Linked DNA regions of Muntiacus reevesi: region 2 is linked to region 1. A link is a contact called in public Hi-C data. All regions are on one chromosome and are shown on one strand. The core of a region is the stretch at or near the end of the contact, and the rest is flanking DNA. Distances in the headings are between cores, read along the strand shown. Region 1 holds the start of MRM3 (mitochondrial rRNA methyltransferase 3). Region 2 holds the start of NXN (nucleoredoxin).

Region 1 (6,509 bases), core at 412-2,911:
GGGGCAGTGTGTGGCGAAGCTGAGTCTCGGGGTATGTCATCTTAACATGGTCAGGTTTGGCAAAAATCCCTGAGGAAACAAGAAATGTGGTTCATTTGTCTGATGTGGGTATGGTGAGTAATTTGACATTTTGGTTATTTATCAGTCTTGGTGTATTTGTAATTACATACTACATGTAAACATTCTGGTTGGAAAAATTCAATGTGCCCCCCCGGCCCCGCACATAACCCCCCTCATAACTGCTTTCAATAGTGGAATGTATGCTTTCAGAACTTCTTCCATGCACTTCCCTACATTTATGTCCCTCCACCCATATATAAGTGCTTTTTTTTTTGTAGTAAAATCACACTCTATGTAATGATTCTGTAATCTAGTTTTTTGGGTGTTTTTTTTTTTTTTTGTCACACTTAAGTGGCTTGCAGGATCTTAGTTCTCTCACCAGGGAATGAACCTGGGCCCACAGGCAGTGAAAGCACCAAGTCCTAACCACTGGACTGCCCCAGAGAATTCCCAACATTTTCTTAAGTTTTAACTGGACATTAAAGGTTGAAGTGACCCCCAAAATATAAGGTCTGAGGAGGTGTGATTATTCCCTACAGACTATAAAAATTCACAAAACAAATGATGACAGAAAACTGGCTTCAGTTTCTACTTAAACTACAAGAGTCACAGATTTGGAAACTGCTGTTAAGAAAAGGTTAGGCCCAGTAATATTTTGAATTTCATCTAAATTTGTTGCCCTGAGACAAGTATGAACAAATAATCCCAAGTCTCCCCTTCTACAGACACACTGAATAACCACTGACCCATTATTCCCTGTGGTGTTACCAGGTCGGACCAATCCTTGATATCCTCAAATTTCACTTTAATGAGGCTAACACCTTTCAGCTTTTCAATGGGCAGCTCCTTTATGTATTCCAGACGGCTAAAGAAGAAAACTTTCGGCACAGCACCAGCCTTGAGAGCGTCTGCAATCAGTCTACGACCTTCCAGAAGGATCTTCCCCTGCTTTTCTCGAAATGGCCTGGACTTAACTATGGTCATCACACTGCTGTGGGTGCAAACAAAAAGAGGCGTAATTACCAACATCCTCATTACGGAGACACATCGAGCTCTAGCAGACATGAAGAGCTTCGTAGGGAAAGAAACAAACTGTTAGAAAGACACTTATTCTGCCCTCTGTGCATAATAAAAACCAGCGAGGTGTGCTGCACGAAGTCCTCCAACGCAAGGAAAGAGGTCAAGGTCTCGCTCTGAGGAGGGAGGAGAAACGAGAAAACTCGACAAGCCTCGGGAACACATCACCTCAGCCTTTTGTCTCCAGGGAAAGCCTTATCATAGCGAAGCCCCGACTCTTCCCAGGTGCTGAGCGTCTGAGATGCTGGCCCCTGAATCTGCTGCTTCTGTCGCTGCTCCCGGTGACTAGCCTCTGCAGCCGCCTTCCGAGGCTGTTTCCTGGGATCGACCTTCCGTTCCACAACCTCACCAGATGGAAACAGCACTTTCACGGGGCTCCGCCGCAGTGCCCGGACCCAGCGCCGCGCATCGAGGTCCCAAGCCAGCACCACCGGCAGCAACGGTCGCGTAGCCCATCCCACGCGCTTCACTAGCGCCGCCATCTTCCCCCGCCCCGTGGGCTGCGTCACGAAAGCGCGCCGGCGGCGGACAGTGACATCACTAACGCGCCGGCGTCAGCTGTGGTTTGTGCGCCGCTCTGCGCGTGACCGGCGGTAGTGTAGGTGGTCATGGCGAATCGCAGAGCTTTGCACTTCGTGTTCAAAGTGGGAAACCGCTTCGAGACGGCGTATTTCTATCGCGATGTCCTGGGGATGAAGGTGCAGGAGGGGCGGAGAGGGGCTGGAGCGCGAGGGGTGCGCGAGTGACTGAACCCCACCTGGCCGAGGGAGGAGAAAGGGGTGCGATGTGAATTTCACCGCGAACCCGGGTGTCGGACCTTAGCCGCAGGACTTCCCATTAACTCTGTGGTTTTCAGGTTCAGGAAGCATCACGAATTGCGGCTTGGGTTAGATGGACTTTGAAAGGGGGCTCACACTTACTAGTTGCCGACTGTGTGCCCACACAGGTCCTTTCAGTTTGAGCTCTTTCACGAATGTTTATTCCTGTCTTTGCGAAGTTTCCAGTCTATGGGAAAGATAGTAAATAAAAGGTTACGTAATACTCTTCCAGTAAACAATGACTCTTCTGATTTGGAACCTTTTGGTTTTAGATACCAGCATAATTTAGAGCTCTACTTCTCTTGGGGCTGGTTTGAATGGATCACTCAGTCTGTCTAGGTGAACACTCCAGCTCATCTCAGAAGTGTGAAATCAGAACACCTGGAAGTGGCATCTCCCCAGCTGTGATTCTGCAGAGATCACCTGGGTGGCAAGCACAGGTGCAAGCTGTTGTAAGGCTCCTGATACGCAGGGACTTTAGATGTTGTCAGCTGAAAGAAAAATTAACAACCTAAAAAAAAAAAATTAACAACCTAAGATTTTTTAGTTAATTTTTATTTGGGGATCTTCCTAAGGACTCTAATGTGGAAGACAGCCTCTCGATAGCTCTGAGGAACTGATCTGAAGAGGCAAGGGAGGAGCTAGAAAGTATATGAGTTTTTTGCTTGAAGACGGGGAAGAACCCAAAACCATGTAGGAACATCAAAAGATTACTGCTAAGCACAGAAATAGACAGCTGAAGTTAATGGTTTTAGTGCTTTTCTGTACGTGGGAAGATGGGTTCTGAGTACCTTAAAATTCTTCCTTAGAAATGCATCTTAAATGTCTAGGACCAGTATCCACCCCCCCCCCAAAAAAAAAAATGTCTAGGACCAGTATCCAGAAGCAAAGAATGCTTCTTGTTATTTTTCCATCCTGAATTCCCCTCAGGGTGTTCTGTTGGTGAGCGACTGGGTTAGCTGAGGGTTTGATCCTTGTTGAAATGAAATGAATTGCAGGCAACATTGTTTACAATGTGCAAGAGGAAGAATTAATGTAGAGACACTGCAGAGTACAAAGGGAATTACCTAAAATCATCAGTCATTTAAAGAATATCACCTGTTTCATGGTTCTGTTTTGGACTTTGGTGACAAAGATGAAAATGACCCTGTTATCTGTTCTCAGTTAAGAGCCTGGTTTGAAAAAAAAAAAAGATCCTGATTTGGTGGGAATTGTATTTGTACATTGCAGATGGTAATGGAAGTTAAAATGTGATAGAAAACCACAAAACACTCCCTTGAAGTGTTTCCTCATTGATTAAGGGGTGTTTGTAAAGATTAAACGTTATTATATATGTAGTATTTGACATGTGGTTTGTATTATGTGTTAGCTATCATTATTATAAAAGTACCAAGAGGAGAGATTTAACTCTGACCTGGGTCCTCAGGAAATAATTCATTGAGACCTTGTACTTGAGTTGACCCTTAAAGATAGGATTTCCACAGACCTAGATTAGAGGTCTGAACAGCTAATGTACAAGTAAGATATGTTTGGGAAGCGTCACTAGTTTTACGTGCCTTTAGCTTAGATTACTTATAGTTGAGGAGATGGGATAACAGGACAAATAGGTTGGAATTGCTTCTTATAGTATCTTGAATGATATGCTGAGGAATTTGGATTTATGTCAGTAAATAGGGAGCTCTCTTACATTTTGGAACAGGGCAGTGATGTGATCAGAGCTGTGCTTTAGGGGCTTACTTTTATGGTGGTTTTAAGGAAAGATCAATAAGGGTGATTTCTGATAGTCTGTGAGAAATGTGATGAGAACTTGAACTGGAGCAGTAGCTGTGGGGCTCAAAAAGGAAAGTGGAAACTGACACATTGAGAGTATACTGTGTAGTAGGTTCTGTGTCAAATGCTTTAATAAATTATCTATTTTCATAAGATATTAGACTGAGATCCTAATATGTCGTTCTCAGAGTTACACAACTGAAACCATTTAATGTCATTTCGGGGTGCCCCAATGAGCTCCCGGTACCCCAGTCCTTTATGTCTCCATGCAGGAAGAATTCAACCAGAGGCAAAGTGATAGAGAAGAAGCAGTTTATTAGAATAGGATGCTTGTGAAGTTTACAAGCAGGTGGGCAAGGGATACCATGCCCCAAGAACTCTGGGCTACAGTTTTATAATCAAAGGAAAAGTGGGGAGGGAGAGAAGATCGTTTGTGTTTGAGTAGACATCATGCTTCCATCATTAACTCCTCCTCCAGGTTGGGCAAGGGGCTTTTCTTGTCTCTACGTGGTCAAACTAGGTCCACAAATTATTATTTCTTATGTGTGCAGAGAGCGAGTCCTAGGGATCTTTAACTTACTGAGCTTACTGGGCAGAATGTGGATCTCGTCCCACCATGGTTTTATTGTTTGGGGGCACATCTCGTGCTTCTGTGGCATGGTTTTGTTACTGAGCAAGCCTGCCTGGTTTTGCGATTACGCAAACCTGCTTTCTTTGGTAATCATTTACAGGGATCTCCCATATTTTTTCTACCTACAGTCCCCTAGTGGGATTCACTATTAAATCAACTACTTTGTCCCTTTACTCTGTCCCTATCACAATTAAGTGAAGGCCACGCTTTTTTTTAACTGCATATTACCACTTCCTGATGTAAGCAGATTTCACAACTTTGCTTGGTTGCCTGACCCTTGCTATCAAGCTATTTTTTTTTTTGGCCGCGCTGGGTCTTCATTGCTGCGTGGCCTTTTCGCTAGTTGTAGCGAGTGGGGACTTCTCTAGTTGCAGCACAGTGGCTCCTCATGTCACAGAGCACAGGCTGTAGGGTGCATGGGCTTCAGTAGTTGCAATACGTGGACTCAGTAGTTGCAGCTCCCGGGCTCTAGAGCACAGGCTCAGTAGTTGGGACCCAAGGGCTTAATTGCTCAGCAACATGTGGGATCTTTCTGCATCAGGAATCAAAACTATACCTCCTGCACTGCGGGCGGATTCTTTACCACTGAGCCACCAGGGATGCCCAGTACCAAGCCATGCTCTCTCACCTCATCTGCTAGCGTCGGAAAGATATCCAGCTCATTATCTTCTGTTCATCTTAAATGTAAAAGCCTGCAAGTGATAATGTCTGTGTTTTGACATTTTAGTTTGTGCTAAATATGCTGTGTGCAGTACAAGGAAAACTTTGCCATTTATTCTAATTCCCTTACCAGATTCTTCGGCATGAGGAATTTGAGGACGGCTGCAAAGCTGCCTGTAATGGGTATGACACCTTGTTTCTTAATATCTCCTTAAGCTCTGAATACCCTGTAGAGAAGAGAAAGCAGTTTCTCAAAGCAGCTAGAAGGCAGCAGAGGAAATTAAGAAGCCAGTAAAAAACAGAAATAAGACTTTAGGGAGGCAGCTTCAGGGTCACAAAGAAATGTATTCTGTGGATGAAGCAACGTCTTATCAGGTATCTCTTAATTAAGCTCAGTAGTCATGGCCTGAAATTCCAAGGCCTGATGGGAGTTGCATACTTGCTGCTGCTGCTAAGTCGCTTCAGTCGTGTCTGACTCTGTGCGATCCCATAGAAGGCAGCCCACTAGCCTCCCCCATCCCTGGGATTCTCCAGGCAAGAATACTGGAGTGAGTTGCCATTTTCTTCTCCAGTGCATGAAAGTGAAAAGTGAAAGTCAAGTCGCTCAGTGGTGTCCAACTCTTAGCGACCCCATGGACTGCAGCCTACCAGGCTCCTCCGTCCATGGGGTTTTCCAGGCAAGAGTACTGGAGTGGGGTGCCATTGCCTTCTCTCACATGCTTGTTGACAAATATGCAAAACATAAGTTAAGTTCAGGTGGGAAAACTGTCCCTATAGGATACTGCTCCCTGCTTTCTAGGAAAGGTAAACGAATCTTTCCCGCAGGTAAGTGCCAGACAGGTGGTCCTGGGAGCCTTTGTTGACGGGGCTCCTGAGCACTGTCCACAGCTGCCCTTAGCACTGGCTAAGGCCGCCACATCCTTACTGGTACTTGGAGGACCAGAGCAGACTGCCCACTTCTTGTTCCAATAGCTCTCTGAGGGCGGCCTAAAGCAGATTTTTGTCCGTAATCACTGGGTTATTGTGGTTTTTTTTCCTTTTCACTTTTCTAGGCCTTACGATGGGAAGTGGAGTAAAACAATGGTGGGCTATGGACCCGAGGGTGATCACTTTGTCACAGAGCTGACTTACAATTATGGCATCGGCAACTACCAGCTTGGCAATGACTTCCTGGTGAGTACCGTTTTGTTCTAGCCGGTTTTTTGGCGTTATGTTTTAGATGTCACTGAGGCAGCTGTAGATGATGATGACTAAGTGAATTGATGACTTTGGGCGTGATTTAGTAATCAGTTCCATGATTTCTATTTAAAAAAGAACTAAACTGGGGCGGTGTGTGGAGGGAGGCTCAGCAGGGAGGGGTCTGTGTGTACAGTCAGCTGATTCATGTTGTACAGCAGAAACTTCACACAGTGTGGGGAAGCAGTTATATTCCAATTTACAAAATAATGGTAATAAATAAAAATGTATTGAATATTTAAAAAATAAAAAAAGAA
Region 2 (6,277 bases), core at 3,671-6,170, 170 kb before region 1:
GAGACTCAGGGGACACTGATTTGATTCCTGGATCAGTAAGATCCCCTGGAGGAGGGCATGGCAACCCACTCCAGTATTCTTGCCTGGAGAATCCCATGGACATGGAGCCTGGCGGGCTACAGGGGTCGCAAGAGTCAAACATGCCTGAAGTGACTGAGCAGCACGCATAGCCGTTTAATAATGCTGTGATGGCTTCAGGTGAACAGTGAAGGGACTCAGCCATACATACACCCATGTATCTGGTCTCCGCAAGACTCCCCTCCCATCCAGACTGCCACACAACATTGGGCACTCTGGCCCATTGTTAAAACATATGTATTTATTTGGTTGTGTTGGGTCTTAGTTGTGGCACTCAGGATCTTTGTTCCATTATGCAGATCTTTTTCGGGGGGTCTCTGGCACAGCAGTTGCAATGCGTGGGCTCTGGACCATGTGGTCCCAGTAGTTGCAGCTTACCAATTTAGTTGCTCCGTGGCATGTGGGATCTTAGTTCCCCAACCAGGCATCGAACCTATGTCCCCTGCATTGCAAGGCAGATTCTTAACCACTGGACCACCAGGGAAGTCCCTGGCCCTTTTATTGAGTGACCACAAAAGTTTCTGGTTTTGAGTGGAGTCCGGAAAAAGGGATGACTCTGCAGAAGGTCCAGGCTGCTGTAGAAGCTACCCTGTCTCCCGTGACCCTGAGAAGCTGTAGAAGCTACCCTGTCATATGACCCTTGAGATCCAGTGGTGCTTGAGATAGGTCAGTGGCAGATAGGGATGCTGTTTGGAGCCTTTGGCAGCCACTACAGGTGAGGCAAAGAAGAGTAGTTATTCATTCTCTGTGGATAGCTACTCTCCTTTGGAGAAACAACACGTGGCCTGCCGCTGGGTCTTCATATAGGCTGAATGCTTGGGCCATGAAATTACCATGCTCCCTGAGCTGTCCATCATGAACTGGGTGTTATCTGACCCACCAACCCATTAAATCAGATGTGGACAGGAACACTTCATCATCAGGTTGAGGTGGAATATATGTGATTGGGCCTAAGCAGGCCCTGAAGGCATAGGCAAGTTACGTGCTCACTGAATTCTCTGGTCTTACCATGCTCCTCACCACTCTGAAACACCTGGCTTGATGGAACGATAGAATGGCCTTTGGAAGATTCAGTTACAGCACCAGTTAGGTGATAGTACCTTGCAGGGCCAGGGTGAGATTCTCCAGAATACTGTGTATTCTCTGAATTAGCATCTAGTGTATGGTATATAGACTTTATATTGTAATATCTAAATATTGTAACTTTTACATCATCGTGTTTAAGTCACGGGCCATCAAGGTGAGTAAACATCCTCAAGGAATCACTATCTCCTATGGGGAAGGAATGAGTGCAGTTTTGGTTGCATACAGTCAAAGCTCAGTTCTTCATAATCCATATACTTGTATCTTATTTGGTGGGATCATGACCTTGGTATTATCTTTATTTAGAGAGAAAGTATAGTTTAAGGAGATGCATATGGGTGCCAAGTTGATAAGGGGTAGGCTTGTGATACTTAATTTTATGTGTCAAATTGACTGGGGTATGGATATTTGGTTAAACACTATTATAGGTATGTCTGTGGGTGTTTCTGGATGAGATTAACACATGAAATAGTAGACTCAGTAAAGCAGATTGCCCTCTCCAATGTGGGTGGGCCTCATCCAATCAGTTGAAGGCCTGAATAGAACAAAATGTAAGGGAGAATTCACTCTCTCTGCTTGCCTTTGAACTAGGACATAGGTCTCCTGCTGCCTTTGGACTCAATAGGGAGTAGTACTTACATCATCAGCTCTTCTGATTCTCTGGCCTTTGGACTCAGACTAGAATTAACTATACCATCAGTTCTTGGCCCTCTGGCTGGCTGACTACTGATTTTGAGATGTCTCAGCCTCCATGATCATGTGAACCAATTTCTTTTTTTTTTTTTTTGAACCAATTTCTTATAGCAAATCTCTGTTGGTTCTCTTTCTCTAGAGAACACAGACTGATACAGTGTATATAGAAATCTTAATTCTTTTCAGTGACTAGATTGTATTCCAAATGATGAATGTGCCATCTTTTAATCCTCCTGATTGATACATAATTAGGCTCATTCCAGTTTTCCAGTCTTTTTCTAATTTCACCAATGTATCAGTAACTATCTGTACATATACATCTTTTTTTTCCCTTTTCTTTTTTTTGACCTGGCCCATGTGGCATATGAGATCTTAATTCTCTGACTAGGGATCGTACCCGTGTCCCTGCAGTGGAGGTGCAGATTCTTAACCACTGGACTGCCAGAGATGTCCCAACACAGATATATTTTTGTGCACATATGCTTCTAGTCCTGAAGACCAAGGAATGTGATCATGAATCTTTTTTTTTTTTTTTTTTTTTGTGATCATGAATCTTACAGGTTACAAATATGTATTTGTCCAGTGCATGTTTTGTCTGGTATCACATGCCTTAGAATGCAATTTCTCAAAAGGAAAACTCTGTAATGTGTATCTGCCATAAATGTCAGGCATGTTGTGGTTCCTTAACACATATTTTAAAACAATAATAGTTTGCAGAATAGCCAGTAAATTCATATGACATAATTAGCTAAATACCAGTAGGGGTATTTTCTTTAAGTGGGTCTCTTGAACCGCAGATTCAGAAAGCGTGCTTTCCATAACCTGAAGGATGTTGGCTGTTCTTTACAGGAAGCCCAGAGAGTCTCTTCAGGCTTCTTCTTATAGCAAACACCTACTCGAGCTATGATTTTGGAATCATTTCCATTGCAAATCCCCTCTTTCCACACCCCTTTAAAAGGCAGCTGCAATATTTGGCATGTAACCAGGGCCTGCTGCACCAACAATTTTCTAAATTTTATTTATATTTCATGCACAGTATGTTCAAACTCTCACTTTCCCAGGTGCCAGATGCTGGTTTGGACACACTCCAGTGGAAAGTGCTTTCCGGTAAAATAATAAAAGGAAAATGCTGAACAAACCACCTCTTTATACAGACTTGTACCTAGTATACCAGAGTTAAGTACTGTAATAATGACTTCACTATTTCCCCCAATTTGCAATCCCCCGAATTCCCTCCTCACCTCCCTCCACAACAAATACTTTGTCTCTAGGCATCAGTAAGATGCTTATGGTCCTCTTACATTTCTTCAGCGTTCAGGGTATAGGAGTCTGTCTTACATGATTTGGATCACACCTGATGCAACCCACCCACGGGCATTTCAACTATACGATTTGGATGAGAAAAGAAAACATTTTAACCCACTACCAGAATTTTAAAAAGATATCTAACAAATTAATGTCTGCTATGTTAATGGCTTTTATATGTTTTCACTAAAAAGTGATGCTTTCCATGTGTTGGTAATAATACTGTCTCTTCAGTCACACAGAATTTTGCCAGGACACTCAGAATGAACTCAGAATTTGCCATTATCATAGGGTTCTTGCTGCCTAAAGGCAATCCTCAATCCAAAGAGCCTACTTATGAAATGAGCAGCAGTGTTAGGTGGATACTGAGAAAGTGGCTATCATTCAAGAGATTGTCAGTCTACCCGTGGTGTCCACCTCCACCTCTTTCATCAGTTTCTGTGGTAACATTTCACTGAGCTGAGAACCAGTACAATTCCTTGTTCTATCCCAGAAAAACTGGGAACCTTAGGCACGAAAATTTATGTTTGTGCCAAAAAGCTTGTGGTTGTATTATGAGGTTTAAATGAACTCTTGTAAAGTGGGTTATGATTTGTGTGTGTGTGTGTGTGTGTGTGTGTGTGTGGAAAGCAGCTATAAAATACAAATATTCTGCATGGTTGCTGGTATCCCTTTGTCTTTTCTTGCTCTTTCCACTAGATGGCGGTGGATGCCCAAGAAATAACTTGCAAAGGCCTGGTGGAGGGCGGTGAGAGGGGTGTTCTTTCCTTTAACTGGGTTGTTGGTAGTTGAGCTGGCACGTTCTTGTTCCTCTGTTGCGAGTGGGCATGGTATAATTTTTCTTTTTTCGTGTATGTGTTGTGGGGAGGCCGGAAGAGTTGCCACAGACCACCTGTTTAATCCAGGTTCAGTTTAAGCATAGGGCAGCATCTCGCCAGCTGGCAAAAAAAAAAAAAAAAAAAAAAATCCATAGAATTTCTCTCAACTATCAACAGACTTGGGTAGAAGCTATGGAACCGTTTTAGGAGAGCAGCCAGCATCGATTTAGAGATGCCGCGGCATCTGTTGCCTATATTTGTGGAGATGGAAGAGAGCCACTCGCTGGTGAGGAATGACCGCGGCGACCTGGAGACTGAAATCCACACTGCGACCTGCGATCAACCCACAAGTACTTATGGATTCCCTCCCATGTGCCCATCGCTGTATCAGAAGCTACACAAGAAACATAAGAGGTGGCGTCCTCCCGGCCTCTTGTGGTAGAGAACACAAAACATACAGAGAGATCAGCAAGACCTAGCCGGACCAAGTTATCATTGTGTGAAGACGTTTAAGTCCTACAAGTATGAGATCAGTGGGGGTACAAAGGGCCAACGGGATAGGCTGTGGGTAGGGAGAGTGCAGGGAAGAACAAGGAGGGATAAGAGAACTCGGGTGGGGATCTTTGGAGAATTCGGGAGAGAATTTGGAATTCGGGAGCGAAGAGGAAATGGGAGGTAGGGGCGAGGCCAAGCCCGGTTCTGCGCTGACTGCAGCTTCGGAAAGGCTGGCTCAGCGACCCCGTCTGCTTTCTTCACTTAGGTCTCAGGCATTTCCGACAGACCGGAGAGTCTCGGGTCAGCCTTCTCGCCACGACTATCTCCGGAGCACTTCGGCCACGCGGCGGGAGCCCGCGCCGCCGGTCGCAGCCAGTGGTCGGAGGCAAGCTCAGCTACAGAGGGGGCGTGGCATGGTGAATGGGCGTGGCGTGGGCGTGGCTCTCCTCCCGCCTGTGCCCGCCGACGCCGCCGCAGCTGCCGCCTCCGCCCGCCGCGCGGACCGAGGGAGCGGGGTCGCCGCCGCCTGCCCGCCCGGGTGCCCGCGAGCCCGGGCTGCGGTGGGCCAGGATGTCGGGCTTCCTGGAGGAGCTGCTGGGCGAGAAGCTAGTGACTGGCGGCGGCGAGGAGGTGGACGTGCACTCGCTGGCCTCCCGCGGCATCTCGCTGCTCGGGCTCTACTTCGGCTGCAGCCTGAGCGCCCCCTGCGCGCAGCTCAGCGCCAGCCTGACCGCCTTCTACGGCCGCCTGCGGGGGGACGCGGCGGCCGGGCCCGGGCCGGGGCCGGGGGCCGGGGCGGCGGCGGAGCCCGAGCCGCGGCGCCGCCTGGAGATCGTCTTCGTGTCCTCGGATCAGGACCAGCGGCAGTGGCAGGACTTCGTGCGGGACATGCCGTGGCTGGCGCTACCCTACAAGGAGAAGCACAGGAAGGTGAGCGACGCCGGCCTCGTAAAGCGTTCCCGCGAGCCGGTCCTCGCGGCCCCCGGCGCCCCCGCTGCCCTCTCCTGTAGCGCACGCGCTTCTCCTGCTCCTCAGCGTCCCCTGCCTCTGACCGCCTCCCGTCCCGGGAACCCGCCGGCTCTGGGTTCCCGCGGCGGCAACTCGGTGTCGGTGCCAGGCCGCGCCCGCTGGGGAAGTTTGAAACCCCTCAGCCCCCGGGACCCTGACTCACGTCCTGGGGAGTCGAGGGCCGGGTCCCCGCATGTTGGGAGCCTCCCGTAGCGGGTGGCTGCTGTCGGGGGGGTCCCGAATCGGTGACCCCCAGCCCCGGGCAGAGGCGCGGGGAGGGGGCCCCTTCTTTCCCTCAGCCATCGACTCCCCGCGGCTACCTGTGGTGGGGGCGGGAGGGCGCCGGCCCCCTACCCATAATGCCCGAACCAGGAAGTTTCCTCTCTCTCCGAGAGAAATCTGCTTTCCTGAGGCTACCTCCTGCTGTGGCCGAGGGCGGGTCCCCCGGCGCCTTGGGGTGGGGGTGTCAGTCGCTGACCGTGGCTCTGGGGGAGAAGGAAGCTTGGTCGTCTCCCCTTGCCCTCCCTCCGCTCCCGCTTTTCCCTCCCTCGGACTGAACTAGAGGCCACCAGGGAGACTTTCATTGTCTAGCTGTCCAGCCAGCCATCCCCCCCGATACCTCCCGGGCACCGGACCAGACCCGTCCATGTGGCTGTTAGTGGCTTGGTTGGTGGGCCACTGGTATCTTGGCATCGAATTAAACGCTGAACCGATTCCTTAAGTGCAGACTGACCAGAAGAATGAGGATTGGGGGAAATTTACAGTCCTCTGTCAACTTCTCAACCCCTCCTCTCCCG

What was found. A called contact is a pair of places that touch in the nucleus more often than the background predicts.
Region 2: a Hi-C map of blood shows a contact between it and region 1, with 7 times the contacts expected there. The contact joins the promoter of NXN here to the promoter of MRM3 in region 1. A contact is called at or near these places in 2 of 3 Hi-C or Micro-C datasets (blood and muscle).

Annotation. Positions count from the first base shown.
Region 1 is chr18:39,796,405-39,802,913 of mMunRee1.1, reverse strand. It overlaps MRM3 (mitochondrial rRNA methyltransferase 3), which reads right to left and starts at 1,661. Exons shown (of 4, transcript XM_065909712.1): 1 at 1,306-1,661; 2 at 882-1,051; 3 at 1-69. The coding sequence starts at 1,619. It overlaps GLOD4 (glyoxalase domain containing 4), which reads left to right and starts at 1,681. Exons shown (of 9, transcript XM_065909713.1): 1 at 1,681-1,835; 2 at 5,150-5,199; 3 at 6,069-6,189. The coding sequence starts at 1,746.
Region 2 is chr18:39,969,282-39,975,558 of mMunRee1.1, reverse strand. It overlaps NXN (nucleoredoxin), which reads left to right and starts at 4,920. Exons shown (of 8, transcript XM_065909708.1): 1 at 4,920-5,402. The coding sequence starts at 5,043.